Linked DNA regions of Danio rerio: region 1 is linked to region 2. A link is a contact called in public HiChIP or PLAC-seq data. All regions are on one chromosome and are shown on one strand. The core of a region is the stretch at or near the end of the contact, and the rest is flanking DNA. Distances in the headings are between cores, read along the strand shown. Region 1 holds the start of tfap2d (transcription factor AP-2 delta (activating enhancer binding protein 2 delta)). Region 2 holds the start of lin28b (lin-28 homolog B (C. elegans)).

Evidence for each region. HiChIP or PLAC-seq counts read pairs in DNA pulled down with a chosen protein or histone mark.
Region 1: a contact with region 2 is called in an H3K4me3 HiChIP or PLAC-seq map of gastrula embryo, with 2.9 times the contacts expected there. The contact joins the promoter of tfap2d here to the promoter of lin28b in region 2. A contact is called at or near these places in 2 of 4 datasets of contacts at active chromatin or transcription factors (embryo and gastrula embryo).

The regions. Positions count from the first base shown.
Region 1 is chr20:50,918,176-50,925,333 of GRCz12tu, forward strand. tfap2d (transcription factor AP-2 delta (activating enhancer binding protein 2 delta)) reads right to left here and starts at 2,267. Exons shown (of 8, transcript NM_001025546.1): 1 at 2,005-2,267; 2 at 796-1,293. The coding sequence starts at 2,043. It overlaps LOC137488700 (a long non-coding RNA gene), which reads left to right and starts at 2,142. Exons shown (of 3, transcript XR_012396113.1): 1 at 2,142-2,510.
Region 2 is chr20:50,672,239-50,678,919 of GRCz12tu, forward strand. lin28b (lin-28 homolog B (C. elegans)) reads left to right here and starts at 3,661. Exons shown (of 4, transcript NM_001301416.1): 1 at 3,661-3,670; 2 at 4,293-4,462. The coding sequence starts at 3,661.

The DNA.
Region 1 (7,158 bases), core at 1,017-3,516, 240 kb after region 2:
TGCAGTGAAATAAAATTTCCAAAAAATAGCAATGTCTAAAATTATTTATTTCAATACATAAAATGTATTTCTATTTAAATTCGCCGTCGCATTGCGTTTTAAAAGCACTGGGTAATTATTTTGATCTTAACATATTTTTGACTTACCGGTTAAACTTGAGCTGTTTCAGATGTCTGTGCATAAATAACCAGTTGATTGACATTAAGTCCTAAATTGGATAAACTACGGTGCTCTACAGCGGAGGATTTGCCTTTTGTTCGCACTTTTTCAAGCCCTTAATCCGCCTTTTAACAGAGGAAAAAGAAACAGCGGCTTTACAGAAGCGAGGCCCGACATACGCGCAGACTTCTCAATATTCACTATATTAAATATGTAAAATCCGCTGGTTAAATCAACTCAAATGCGGTGCATCCAAACGTTTCCAAATGCAGCTTTAAAAAGTCTTTATTTCACGCATCGGTAATTTATGCGTTTCTCATGCACCGACTGTTATTTTTTCACTATGTATTTTCTTCGTTTATACGCAATTTATTTGTAAAGAGTAGCTTACTATTGTGCGTTATTCGATCAATTTATTCGTTGTGCGAAATCATCAAGGCCGCAAAAGGTGATCGCACGGCCTTCTTTTTCCGGATGTTTTTTTTTTCGAGCCCTCGGGCAATCATTTCTTCTGTTCGGGCAGTGAAAGTGACTATGCAACATCCCTGAAGGCGTCGACTTTTCTGCAGACGACACCGTTGAGCGTGTGTGTGTTTGTGTTTTGTGCTTGAACGGTAGAATGTCGGTGAGGTGTACCTGTAGGTCATCGGCCCCCGGTGGCGGCAGCCCCAGACCCGCCCCGGGCAGCAGTCTTTGCTCGGGGTGCATGCCGTACTGAGAGCCGTGGCTCATGATTGACAGGTCATGCCTGCGGTACGCGTCCAGGCAGCCCAGTTCCCTTCGCTGCTCGTCCAGGCACGAAGACTTGAGCGCCCGGGCGTTGTGAAGGTTGATGAAGTCCGCCGGTTCGCCGTGATGGAGCTGCTGGTAATACTGCTGCGAGTGATGCAGAGAGTTTAACGAGTACGCGTCCGGGTTCACGGCCGGGTGGCTGTGCTGGAACTCGTAGTGGAACGACTGGTGGTGTAAGGGCGTGTACTGGTGGTTCGTGGGAAAATACGGGGAGGCAAATTCGGTTCCGGTAGCTGGGTATGTAAGCGGAGACGATGAAGAGTAAGCGACAGACGAGTTGGCCACAGATTCCAAGCATCCGAGTTGCATCAAACGGTAGCTGTTTGATCCGTCGTGACGTATCTGTGCGGGGAAAAAAGAGAAAAATATGAGGGATGTCATTTACACGCGCTCGCAGCGATCCGCGCGCATTTCTCACGCGGCGGAAACTCAAACCTTCCCCAAACACACAAACACACACAGCAGCTCAAAGTGTCTTTAGAAAAGTACCTGACGGCGATGTCATCTCTCCGTGCCTGGGAGGGAGTGCGTGAAACACACTGCAAACTGCTCCACGAGCTCACAGCGTTTTTTCCTCCCTCACTTGTCTATCATTTGCCACGGAGTCTGTTATTTGACTATATTATTATTACTACGTCCGTGCAATCGCTATTAAAAGCCTTTTAGTCCCAACAATCTACGCCCGTTTCACCGCAGGTAAGCACAAGACACCAGGGTCTGCACTACTGCTGCTACTGAGATAATTATTATGATTGTTATTAAGAAATAAAGAAAGAGCAAATATAGTCCAAATCACGGCGGAGATATTTTATTTACATGAACCATCGAGAGCAATTTATATCAATGAGAGAAAAAAAACAACAACAAATATAGCACAACGTATTTTCAGCAGAACTGAATAGTTATCCTCGCCTTTGCAGCAAACTCCCATCACAAGTATTAACTTCCATTCCGCTGTGCTAAGCAATCACAAATTCCCCTCCATCCGACGCTACGCTAAATTAAATTAAATTAGAGGATTTTTGTGAAGTGGTAAGAAATGAATTTAAATACCTCCGCATCGTGCACCAGTCCCGGAAATGTGGCTGACATTCTCGCGATCCAATAACCCGATTTCCTCGCGCTGTTGGACGAATGAAAGAAAAAAAATCCCCAAAATAGCGCGTGAAAATGAAATGTCGCCTCGCGCTGTCGGTAAAAGCGGCTGAAATGCCTCCCCTCTGCACAAAGCGCTCCCTGGCTCGGATTTTGTACTTGCTGGGTATTTCTCCGGCTGATGTCGTAGGTCCCTTGGTAATATAGAAGTTTTGAAAATTAAGCATCAGCATTGAGGAAAGGGAGGACAATAGAGAGAGCAGCCTCATCCCTGGAGACACGGAATAAATATTGTATCTTCGCCTAATAAGGAACCAAGTGCGCTTTCAACATTTTTGATGATTTTTGTGGACATTTCTTTAAGGTCGTTTGTGCTTTCTTTAGCAGGGCCAGTTTTATTTGTCTCCGTTTTCCTCGCGGCTTTACCATTTACCTGCTTTTTGGATTTTTTTTCCCAACAACACGTAAGTTTAACTTGGTGTATTTTGTATCGCTGTTATTTTGCACGATTAAACATTTCTAAATTTCACTTATTCGTAATGTGGTCTCGGTTTGTTTTATCAATTACTTTTATTTTGATTTAGGAGAGAAGCGATTGCATGAAAGAAAAATTAATTGCAAATAATAACAGAACGAATTAAGAACACTTTTAACCACAATCACGCATTTTCTTTATTATTTTGATCGAAAACTTAATTTATAGATAATGTCGAGCGAAAACATTAGTGCAAGAATTATTTAAATACTGTTTCAAAGCTATAGTATATAAATAGTCTATTTTAACTCCCCTTTTCATCAGTTGTGTACATTAATCGACGCTATTTCTATGTAGTATTTTGCTTTTATATATTACTTTTATATAGTACTTTAGCAATGCCCTTTTTTTTGACAACATCCGCACTTTGTACACACTTTATGTCCAGTTTAATTACACCGCAGCCATTCCATTCAACATGTATCATTTGTGTTCTGTTCACGGCTAACGGAACCGGGACAGTGACGGTCTGACCCACGCTGGAAGTGTTTTGTGCACGTTTAGGATGATGAGTGGGGCGCGCGTGCATGGGGGGTCATCGCTCAAATCAACCTGTCGGTCAAATTTACGTTTTAAGAGCCACACAGGTGCATGAAAAGACACGGACAACCGTTTCACCCACGGTCTGCGATAAACTTCCTAATATGAATATTTAACTAGAAAAAAAATAATAAAATGAGTCATGACGTTTAACAGGAAACACTTTCAGCTGATGTACAAATGTGAGTGTGTGTGTGTGTTTAAGTGAGTACCAGTCATTTGCCTCGTTCTCACCGTTTCTGAAAGTCTCCTCCCTCCCCAGAAGCAAAATACCCGAGTTAAGGTTTTTTGTGTGTGTGTCTGCAAGAGGTTTGGCAATTTTTAAGCGTTTAAAAAGCTGATGCTCCTTATTTAACCCAAATTACCGCCATTACCGCGGGCTCGCGCCCTCGTGCATGAGAAGGGCGGACGGAGACGCCTCAAGCGCCCGGTGTCTCGCGCAAAGGGAGGATCCTCTCACACAAACATACACATATACTGACGTATTCCGCTTCATAAATCTTTAACTCACAAAACAACGTGAGAGAAGGGAAGCCTCATTTTATTTTCATTTAATGGGCGAGCTAAAACGGCTGATGTTGTTTTAAGTAGACATTATTGAGGAGGCCTACATCATTGGCTCTCTCTCTCTCTCTTTTTTCTCAGGCAAACAAAACAGAAAGGAAATGTGTGATCTCCGAACACCAGGACTAATTCAGATTAACATGACACAAGATACACTAAAAAAAGGATTTTTGCTGCTTGTTTAAAGTACTTGTTAGAAACAATTCTTGAGATTTTTTTTGGCATAACTTAATTATTTTATGTTTAATCCACTTTAAAAAAAAACAATTAACGTAAAAAAGTCCTAGTTTCCCTAATTTTCTTTACCCAAGCTAAATTACTTTTATTTACCTTCGGTTGAGCACAAAACAATATATTTAAGAAATCTGCAAACCTGAAACCATTGACTTCCATAGTAAGCTATTGATTTTTCCTATATTAAAGTCAATCGTTATAGCTTTTCAGCTTTCCTAAATATATCTTCTGTTGTGTTCAGCAAGAGAAATAAACTTATCAAGGTTTTGAACCACTCGAGGATGAACAAAGAGTGCATTTTAATTTTGGGTGAACTATCCCTTTAACCTAGCCAGTTTGTGTTGGGACAACTTGAATTCATTTGTGTGAAACCGTATAGACCATTTTTAGGGATGCAAACAATAATAGTCTTTTACATTTTTAATTTCCATAGCTTCCGAGAATCCAAAAAGACCAACATATTGATAAATAATTTTATGACAGACATTTAACGTCAAGTTATGATTAAATTGTCTCTTGTTACAATTAGGAAATAGTTTAACAAGCAGGAAATGTTCATAGGCAAATGAGATTAACAAAATGAAACGGTTCATAACAGTAATATTAAACGAATAGTTGGTAAAATAAACTTAAAATGTAAATAATTCAATAAAACGAGCAGGTTGTTGTGCCATAAATGCACTTTAAAGGTCTGGGGGTGACATAGGAAACGAATCGCCCAGCAGGAGGCTCTTATGAAATAACACGGTCTGGTTTCAGATATATATCTAAGGCCTCCAGGCAGACTGTAAATTACACGATGTGAGCGCGAGAGAACCCGTCCTCTCACGTGAGGGATTAGAAGCTTTCGCTTGTGTAGTCTGCGAGTGCTCGCGGGATTGAGCGAAGCACCAGTTGCACGGTAGACGGTCTTAATAGGGCTTAACGCGCACAACAGCGGATGCACATATGCACGCTGTACCGGTCAGGGCTCGAGTCCATCTGTTCGGTCTGGATGCTCCTCGAGATGGTTCCACTATACGTAAATCCGCCGCCAATCCACGCAAAATTAGAAATAAAAATAACAGATGCAAAATGAAACTTTTTTTAAAGAGGAGGTGTCCATCCCAGTTTGGCCCAGAGTTAACTGTAATTGATTTAACATTGGATTAAAAGCGTCGCAAACTGTTACTAGCAGCTGGCCGCCACCGGATCATAAGATCTGTCATTTGGAGCAGCAACAATCAGAAGCCAAGACAAATATTCTGGTGACTCTTAAAAACCTCAGTTGACTTGTAACCGCGTAAACATACAAGCTCAAGTGGTTTTGTCGACATTCATACATAAATGAGATTGAGTATAAGTTTTAAACATACTAATAGAAATATAAGAAATACTGATATTAATGTATAAACAGTGAACTTATCCAACTTAGCAATTTATGAAAAGTTCAGATAGCTAGAAATGTCTTAATTTGTAATTGCATAAAATGTTAAATTATTTGATAAAATTGTTCAGATTTAGCTACGTTGTTTACCTCTGTAGATTAAAAAAATCTGACTACTTTATTTAAACAGAATATTTAACAAATAAAGTTGCTCAAATTGTTGCCTTCCCCCAAATATCAGGTTGGCACCGCAATCTATCAGCATCCAAAACCCACACTGCTTTGTTAATCTGGAGATAGACAGGTAAAGAAACTTATTTTAATTCAAGCTCTATGTCGACAATGCAGTTTGTCTCACACTGACCACTTGTCGAAAACACAGTCAAATGAAGTTCATCAGTCGTGGATGTGAGTGATGCTCAATATGGTGTCTGCGTCCGTTAGATAACGGCTCTCTAGCTTTATACACTGCAAAACACCAAATAAGGTGTTTATGAGATAATTATAATTAAAAAGTATACGCAGCCCTCATCGATGTGACCTACATTCACCACACACACATCCACACACAGTTTTATATGCTAATAGATTTGGAGGGGGAGGGGCGCAGCGTCAGTTTCAGCGCGTGGTGTATTTGGTGGATTTAATGAAGTGCACTAAATTAATTTTCTCAGAGCCAGGCGAAATTTTTAACCAAATAAAATCCATTAGGTGTTTAACGAATATTTCAATGTAAATCATGCAGATTATGCCATGACAAGTTAGGTGTAAATTAAAAAAAAAATCCAGGATGACCCTTATAGTTAAGGCAGAATCACAATCAATAGCGAACGAGTGCAATCATACAGTAAACTGGTGATCAAAAACGAACGAGAGGATTTTAACCACTACTAATAGCTGTAACAGATTTCCTCCAGTGTCTCAAATCTGTCACAATATGAGCTAAATGTGGCGTCTTGACAAATGACCAACTGCAAACTCATTTCAGCAAGTAAACAAACAGCACTCGAGTATTATTTTTCCTTGACTGAACTAAACTGAATCTTAAAAATTAATTTAAATCTAGACACGTGCCAGATGCGCGCAAAATGAGCGTTAATTAAAAGAGCAATCTGCCAAAATAACGGAAGAGCACTGACACACTAACGCGGACGCACACACACACAACAAAAGTCACAACAGCGTAAAGAAGGCCTTGCAATTTACATCCTATAATGATAACAAAAATATAGCTAGTGTGGTAAATAAAATGCATATATGCTCCTAATTTTAACAAAAATGAATGTCAAAGCATATCATTTTCATGGTGCTTATGATTTCTGATATATTATAAATCCTGCAGACGAGCATCTGCTCGTTTAACTTCTGTCATAATTTGTTTCCGTCTCATTTCTTCATTAGTTCCGAGTCAAATGCCCGTTACAGACAGAGCGTTACGGTCCGGTGAACTCACCAAACTTCTGGAAGCGACGCTCCGGTCGGGTTTTAGAGCAATGAAAGGCTTTACCATCATTCCAACACTGTACATTAATCACAACACGCCTCATACACCCACATCTTCATTTATGTGCTAAAATGGGACTCATCTCAAAATCAAAAACACTCCAACAGCTTGTGGAATTGGGCTGCAAAAGTCACATTAAAGTCCATTTTAGGCATGGAAAAGGATCAATACTCTATTATGTTCACCAGAGGCTGAGCTACACGATGCTGAAAACGCACAGACATTAAATTAACAGCCTGTTTTCAGGTTGAATGAGCACTGAGTGAGTGAACATTTGTAATCCAGATCCTGTTTAATCCTATTTCATCTATTAATCTAGATTAACTGCCATTAGATATCTAGTTGACCTAAGCAGGAGCTTATTCTACC
Region 2 (6,681 bases), core at 2,411-4,910:
GCTCAATACATCCAAACAGTCACACAGACCCTCCAATCAGTTTCTTTTATTTAAGCACAAAGCATCGCCGTTTGTCGCAAAGCTGCATACATTGTCCATAAGCTTGCATCTGCCGTAAACCAAGTGTGTTATAGGAACTTGGATATTGCTTTCTATTAATATTCAAAGAATATTGTTTAGATGGTGGTTGGATCAGATATACAGATATTTATAAAGTGTTTTGCCTATAAATAAATACGAACCTAACAATAGTGTCCTTTATGTGAGCGCATGAACATTTGAAGTAAATCAGCAATGCTGCATTTTTGATTCAGTACATCCAAATATATTGTTTAGTTATTGGGTAAGTCAGATATAGCATATTTATAAAGTGTTTTGCATATAAATTAATATGAACCTAACAATAATGCCCTTTCTGTCAGCGCATGAACATTGGAAGTAAATCAGCAATGCTGCATTTTTTATTTAATACATTCAAATGTTCCAAACATATTGTTTAGCTAATGGGTAAGTCAGATATTCCCTGTATTTATAAAGTGTTTTGCCTATAAATAAATACGAGCCTAACAATAATGTCATTTATGCGAGCGCATGAACATTAGAAGTAAATCAGCAATGCTCCAAAATATGGTTGTTCAAAGTTCATCCATTTGAAGGCAAAGTACAACTAAATGGTATGAAATCAAGACCAAATTAAATATTTCCTTTGTTCAGTCGTTTTTTAAAATTCTTTTAAGTTAATTTGTAAATTTAAAAATGCTGAGCTTGTGAATTAAAATGTCAATTTGCAATGCATGTGTTCTACATTGCATTTCAATATAATGTACATTTGGATAGCACTAATATAAAAGACAAATTCACAGGAGGAAATAATTTGTCTGGTGTTTGGTTGAGTTTGGATTTGAACCAATGGTGTCCAAAGAGAAACAAAAAGTTTTGTTTATTTCTTTGAAAGAAAAACGAGGTCCTTCAAAAGTGAAACTGTAAAAGTTTATTGTGTTTTATGAACAATTCAGGATTGCAAGTTTTAATTGAACACTTTATGTATTGTTGAAAATATTGCATATGTATCCTTTAGTTGTTGAGTCACATTTTTGCTACACTGTAAAAGATTATATTGTCAATTAGTCATAACAGCAAATGTTTTAGTTCAGTGTAACTTATTAAACTAAGCTAATCATGTTCTAACTTAATTTTATAAGTTAAGCAAGCTGTCAGTTAACATAATATAAGTTTAATTTGATTCAGCTTAAAAATTTAGGGCAACCATGTTTTTTTTACAGTGTAGTTTATTCTTATTTATTCAAATGTTTACATAAAATATAATGACTAAAGTTTTGTGTCGTTGATTTGAAGAGCGCTTAAAATTACTTACAAACTCCACAGCTTCAAAAGTAACGCGTTCAAAACTAATATACAATCAATTTTTTATATATTTTATGCACGACTTGGGGCTCTTATTGCTAATCAGTCCAGCACTGAACTCAATATGTAAAACATTAACTTGTGTATACAAATATTTCGTTTAAATAACCTGCTGCTGATTTACGCCAAGCTGGTGTTTATTTTATTTAAACTTTAACATCTCAATGCGTATTTTTCCCCTTGGATCAGTATCAGTGCTGAAGGATTCTCTGAAGATATGCGTCGCCGTTTTGCGCTTTCAATAAAGACACAAACTATTAAAAACTATTAAACTTCTTCTTTTATCAATATGTGCATTTTCGATTCTTGTGAACTTTAACGGGATCAAATGGGGACATGTAGGGTGTGTCCGTGACCGCGTGGGACGCGTTTGCCGGCACTCTCGGGGCTATTTTATGAATGGTGGATAGGAAACCCTCGTGCAGGAAATGAGAAACTCCATAACATCTGACACCGGTGACCAGTTCCATGACCTGCGCCGTAATGGCACGACCACCATCATCCCCTCCACGCACCAGCAAACACACACACACATATACACATAGCATCTCCTGTAGCAGCTCTGGCGCAGGGGGTGGAGGTTTTGGGGGCAGGGGTGAATTCCGGAGGGTGGTCGGCATACATGGGTGGGGGTGGGTGAAGTGGGCGGGGCGTACAAGCGGTGGGGGTAGTTGTTGATTCACTCTTTCAACGTGTTTTTCCTCTGACTCAAAGACAGGGAAAAACATCCTCAGCAAGGATTCAGGTTCCAATCAGAACGAATTTCTTGCAGAAACTAAACGTAATTTTTTTATAACAGGAGATCATTATTTTAGTTGTGATTATGATAATTATTACTTGAATTTCGATTTGTTGGATTGGTGCATTTGGCTATAGCTTGACTTTTTATGTCATTATTTTTTAAGTGATCACTGAGATACAGTTCTAACGAACACACTAAGCACACACACATAAAGGAACATAGAATCCTCCGACTGATTCCATTCTATGCGTTCCATGTTGTCATGTAGAACATTCCATTTTCCTCTCATGCTATTTATTAAAGTGATCTGCTGGTGGTTTTGGATCAATGCTGCCTTTTCATCAATGTACAGATAATGCCGCTTGTGTGGCTATAATTCAATTCAGTGGAAATTTACACTAACCGTCTAAAAGTTTATGTTTTTTTAAGTTCGTTCTTTCAACAAGTGCACTTTTGCCTTAAGTATTTATAGGTGCCTGAATATTTGGTAAACCACTAAAACATTGTGTCTGCGAGGACTTGGTCAATAAGCTTTTCTTATTCTAGTTCAGTCTCATCGTTTGTACTGCAGCAAACAACTAACGCAAACTGCAGCGTGCTTCAACAAACGACAATTAGTGATGACCTCATGTCTAACAAACTATAATCTGCAATGTTAAAACAAAAGAAAAACTTGATCAGCAGAAGAGAAACACATTGATTTAAGCGATTTTTTAAAAGTTCTCATAATTGCATACTAAAGAATACCTACATAAATGTATGCGCTATACTTTTAATTCCAACAACTTAGCATAATACAACAGTTTTTAGTTTGAATGTTAATGTAAATGTATACACCTCTCGAAAAATAGGCTACACTGTTTTCAGATAAATTCTGGAAAATCTGTTGTCGTCGCTCGAAAAAGTGAGAACATTACAAAATGAAGTGTTATACAAGTATTTCCTTTCATAAGGCTACAAAGTATAACTACTGTGGTTACCAGCGGCTGGAATTTGGTTACATAACGCATCATTAAAATTGTTACATATAAAGGAGACCGATTCTAGACTTTTTGTTCCTTTGAATAACCAAACACGTGCAAAAACAAAATTTTAGACGCTAAAGCACGCTTTTAAAACTAAACCTGTTCAAACGGAGATGCTTTTACGTGACGCAGCCGAAGAGCTCGAAGTCCAGCCCGGTTCCGAGTCCGCTCCCTCTCCCGGGCTCACGGAGGAGTCACGTGTGCAGCGCTGCGAACGAGCGAATGAGAAACGGAGAGCGGGAGAGAGAGAGAGAGTGAGCGAGTGCGCGAGGGAGGGAAAGAGAGAGGATAGGAGATGTTAAAAGAGACATGACTAAATATCCAAAAAGGAGACGCACGCCGTACCATGCGCGCTAAATTTGTGCCCGCTGGAAATCGGGATGTCGGATCGACGGTGACGCGCATCACCCCATTTCACGGAGGAAACGATTTCGCTGGAACTTTGGAACGGAGGGTCCGCGGGGAAACATGGCCGAAGGTTACGATGCTTTTTTTATTCTTTTTTTCCGCGTTCACGTGGGAAGTCCTATTGTTGCACGCGCACCGCCGCGCTTTGTTTACGTTGTTTGTACGCGTGCTGAAGAGCCGTTTGCGCCAGTGGCATTGAAGGGGGGTGGGAGCGGACGAGAGAGGGGGGCCGGGTAACGTGTGCACACCTGCCCCACACCAGGCGGTTTACATACGGTAGATGCACGAGCACAAAAAGTTGTAGTGTAGCTACAAAACTAAACAGATTGTGCAATCGCAATACACTGCGCCATCCCATCCGAAGAGGTGTACCTCTACTTTTGATTCACTTTCTATAGCTTTTCGGAGAGTAAGAAAGGATGTAACGAGGCTTGGAGCAACACATTGTTCAAGTCTGAGACTTTGCCATTGAAAAAACTCATTAATCATAAATAGTAGGGGGCGTCTATGGTGGTCAGGGCCCATCGGTGATTTGAACGCGTGTTTATTGAGTAGTAGTTGGGGATTTCCCTCAGAATCGCTGCCCACGGTCATTGTGCATATCGAGAAGTGTAGGCTACATCTCATTAACACACAAGCAAACAAACATCATCATCCTTATCATCATGGGCTTTTCTCTCTTGACCGCACAGGAGGGCCGCGCAGAGGTGGCGGGTCGGACACCGCCAGGACTCCGCCGCAGAGTCTGTCTGGCTCGGGTTACTGCAAGTGGTTCAATGTCCGCATGGGGTTTGGATTTATATCGATGACCAGCAGCGAGGGGAAGCCAGTGGACCCTCCGCTAGACGTGTTCGTTCACCAAGTAAGTCCACTGGGCTCATTCGCTGTGCTTGCAGCCTTTCTCCTTCACCCGTTTTCACGTTATCTGTCGCATCTCATTGACATCAGCAGATGTGCTCGTGGAAAGCAGAAGTAAACATGCGCTTGTGTTTTCATCCCCTGTCACTTTAAGAGCCGCACTACTCACTCCTAAAAACATCTTTACTCTGGATCACCTCCATTGATATAATCACAAGAACGCCGTATTAGTAGTAAACAAGGAGGTATTTACGCGGCAGCTCTTAAAGGAACCTCAAGATTTAATTAGGGGAAAAAGAGTGTTTTTTTTGCGACAACTAGTAATGTAGTGCTCAGAGAAACATGTCTGATAAACATGTCGGAAAATCTGTCACACGAAGCACACCGCTTTCACAATCGCACTTTTGAGGCGATTTTCAGTGTGCACCGTTGTACTGAACATCATGTGCTCTCGTGTTTACATGGGTGTCGTTCAGCTCCCTTCACACAATATTTCGCCCTTTCAAATGTACATTGAGAGCTAAATCAATTCGGACACGTGTGCTAAACCGGAAATTATCCCCTTTCATCATTTTCCATGCGTTCTATGGTTCCTTAAAATAGAATATGCAAATGAAAAGAACAAAAGCGGGCCGAACAAGAGCTTTCTTCTGAGTTCCATTAGCACGCGGGCTCAACTGTTGTTCTGCTGTCAGTTTGGCTGATTTCGGTTACATTGTGTTCTTGTAATCTGTCTTTGATACTATTGTCGAGCAGTGTTATGTTTGTACTTGCTGGATGTTAATGAGATGGTAAAATGATTCATGTGACTTAACATTTCCATTGTTACGAAACGCATCTGCATAATCCTTGAAAATCTGAAATTCAATAACAGAAGCTAGTTTGCACAGGATACACACCTAGTCATATCTATCTATCTATCTATCTATCTATCTATCTATCTATCTATCTATCTATCTATCTATCTATCTATCTATCTATCTATCTATCTATCTATCTATCTATCTATCTATCTATCTTGAACACGTATTGAAGCAAACTATTTTAGTTTTTTCCCCCATTTATGTTTGATTAGTGTTTACTGTTTTTCTTTTTTCCCTGAAAGACTGACATAACATTATACAAATTTTCTGAATAAACTACAGTGAGAACTCATTGTAATTGATGTAAAATTATTATGTGGCAATTCAGTAACATAACAGCTTGTAGTGTTTGTTAAAGATACATTTTATTTAAAGTTTTCAAATTGAAAACAGCAGCTTTATCTTTTCTTTTTATTGTGAAATGTTTTTATGTTTATTAATGTATTTAGCTGGACTTGAAATATTTTGTGTATTTATATTTGATAAGCAATTTTTGTTTGTCGTTTGTTCCTAAAAAACAATCTGATTGCATGATGAGTTTGATGATGAAAGCGGTTTTGAAATATGCATAATTTCAAAGAAAATACATCTATCTATCTATCTATCTATCTATCTATCTATCTATCTATCTATCTATCTATCTATCTATCTATCTATCTATCTATCTATCTATCTATCTATCTATCTATCTATCTATCTATCTATCACATTTATAAAAAGTGTAATATATTTCACTTTAATAAATTACATCTGTCATTCTATCTTCTTGATTAGATAAAATGTTTTTAAATGCCATAATGTATTAGCAGAATTCCAATAGTATTTTTGGGGGGGGTTTGTCATTGTTTTTGTCATTTTAACATTGATCAAGATATTTTGCTGTAGATTTCTATATTAGATTGGTGTTTTTTGTTTGCTTTGTTCTCCAAAGAGATAGCCAAATATTATGCATGTTGTTGTATTTAATGGCTCATCGCTATTGTTATATAAAATAAGAAGCTTCAACAACATAACAGCTAGCTTGGACAGCGTAAACATTGGGATCTGTATTTCTGTCTGTCTGTGTATTTTTTATTTTTATGATTTTTTTTTCTATCTATCTATCTTACCGAGTTATTAAACATCACAGTACCGCACAATAGCTGTTTCTTAAATACGTAGTTTTAATATATTTTGTTGTTACTGAATTACAGTTATTTTTATTGTTATATTATTTACACATTATATATTGTTTTTTTAGATTTTTGTTAAGGTCTTGATTTGTTGAAAGGGAAATAATGTAAAATAACTATTGAGAAAATCTATACTGATCCTAGAGTTATTGAACATCACATTAGTGCACAATAGTTCTACCTTGAAC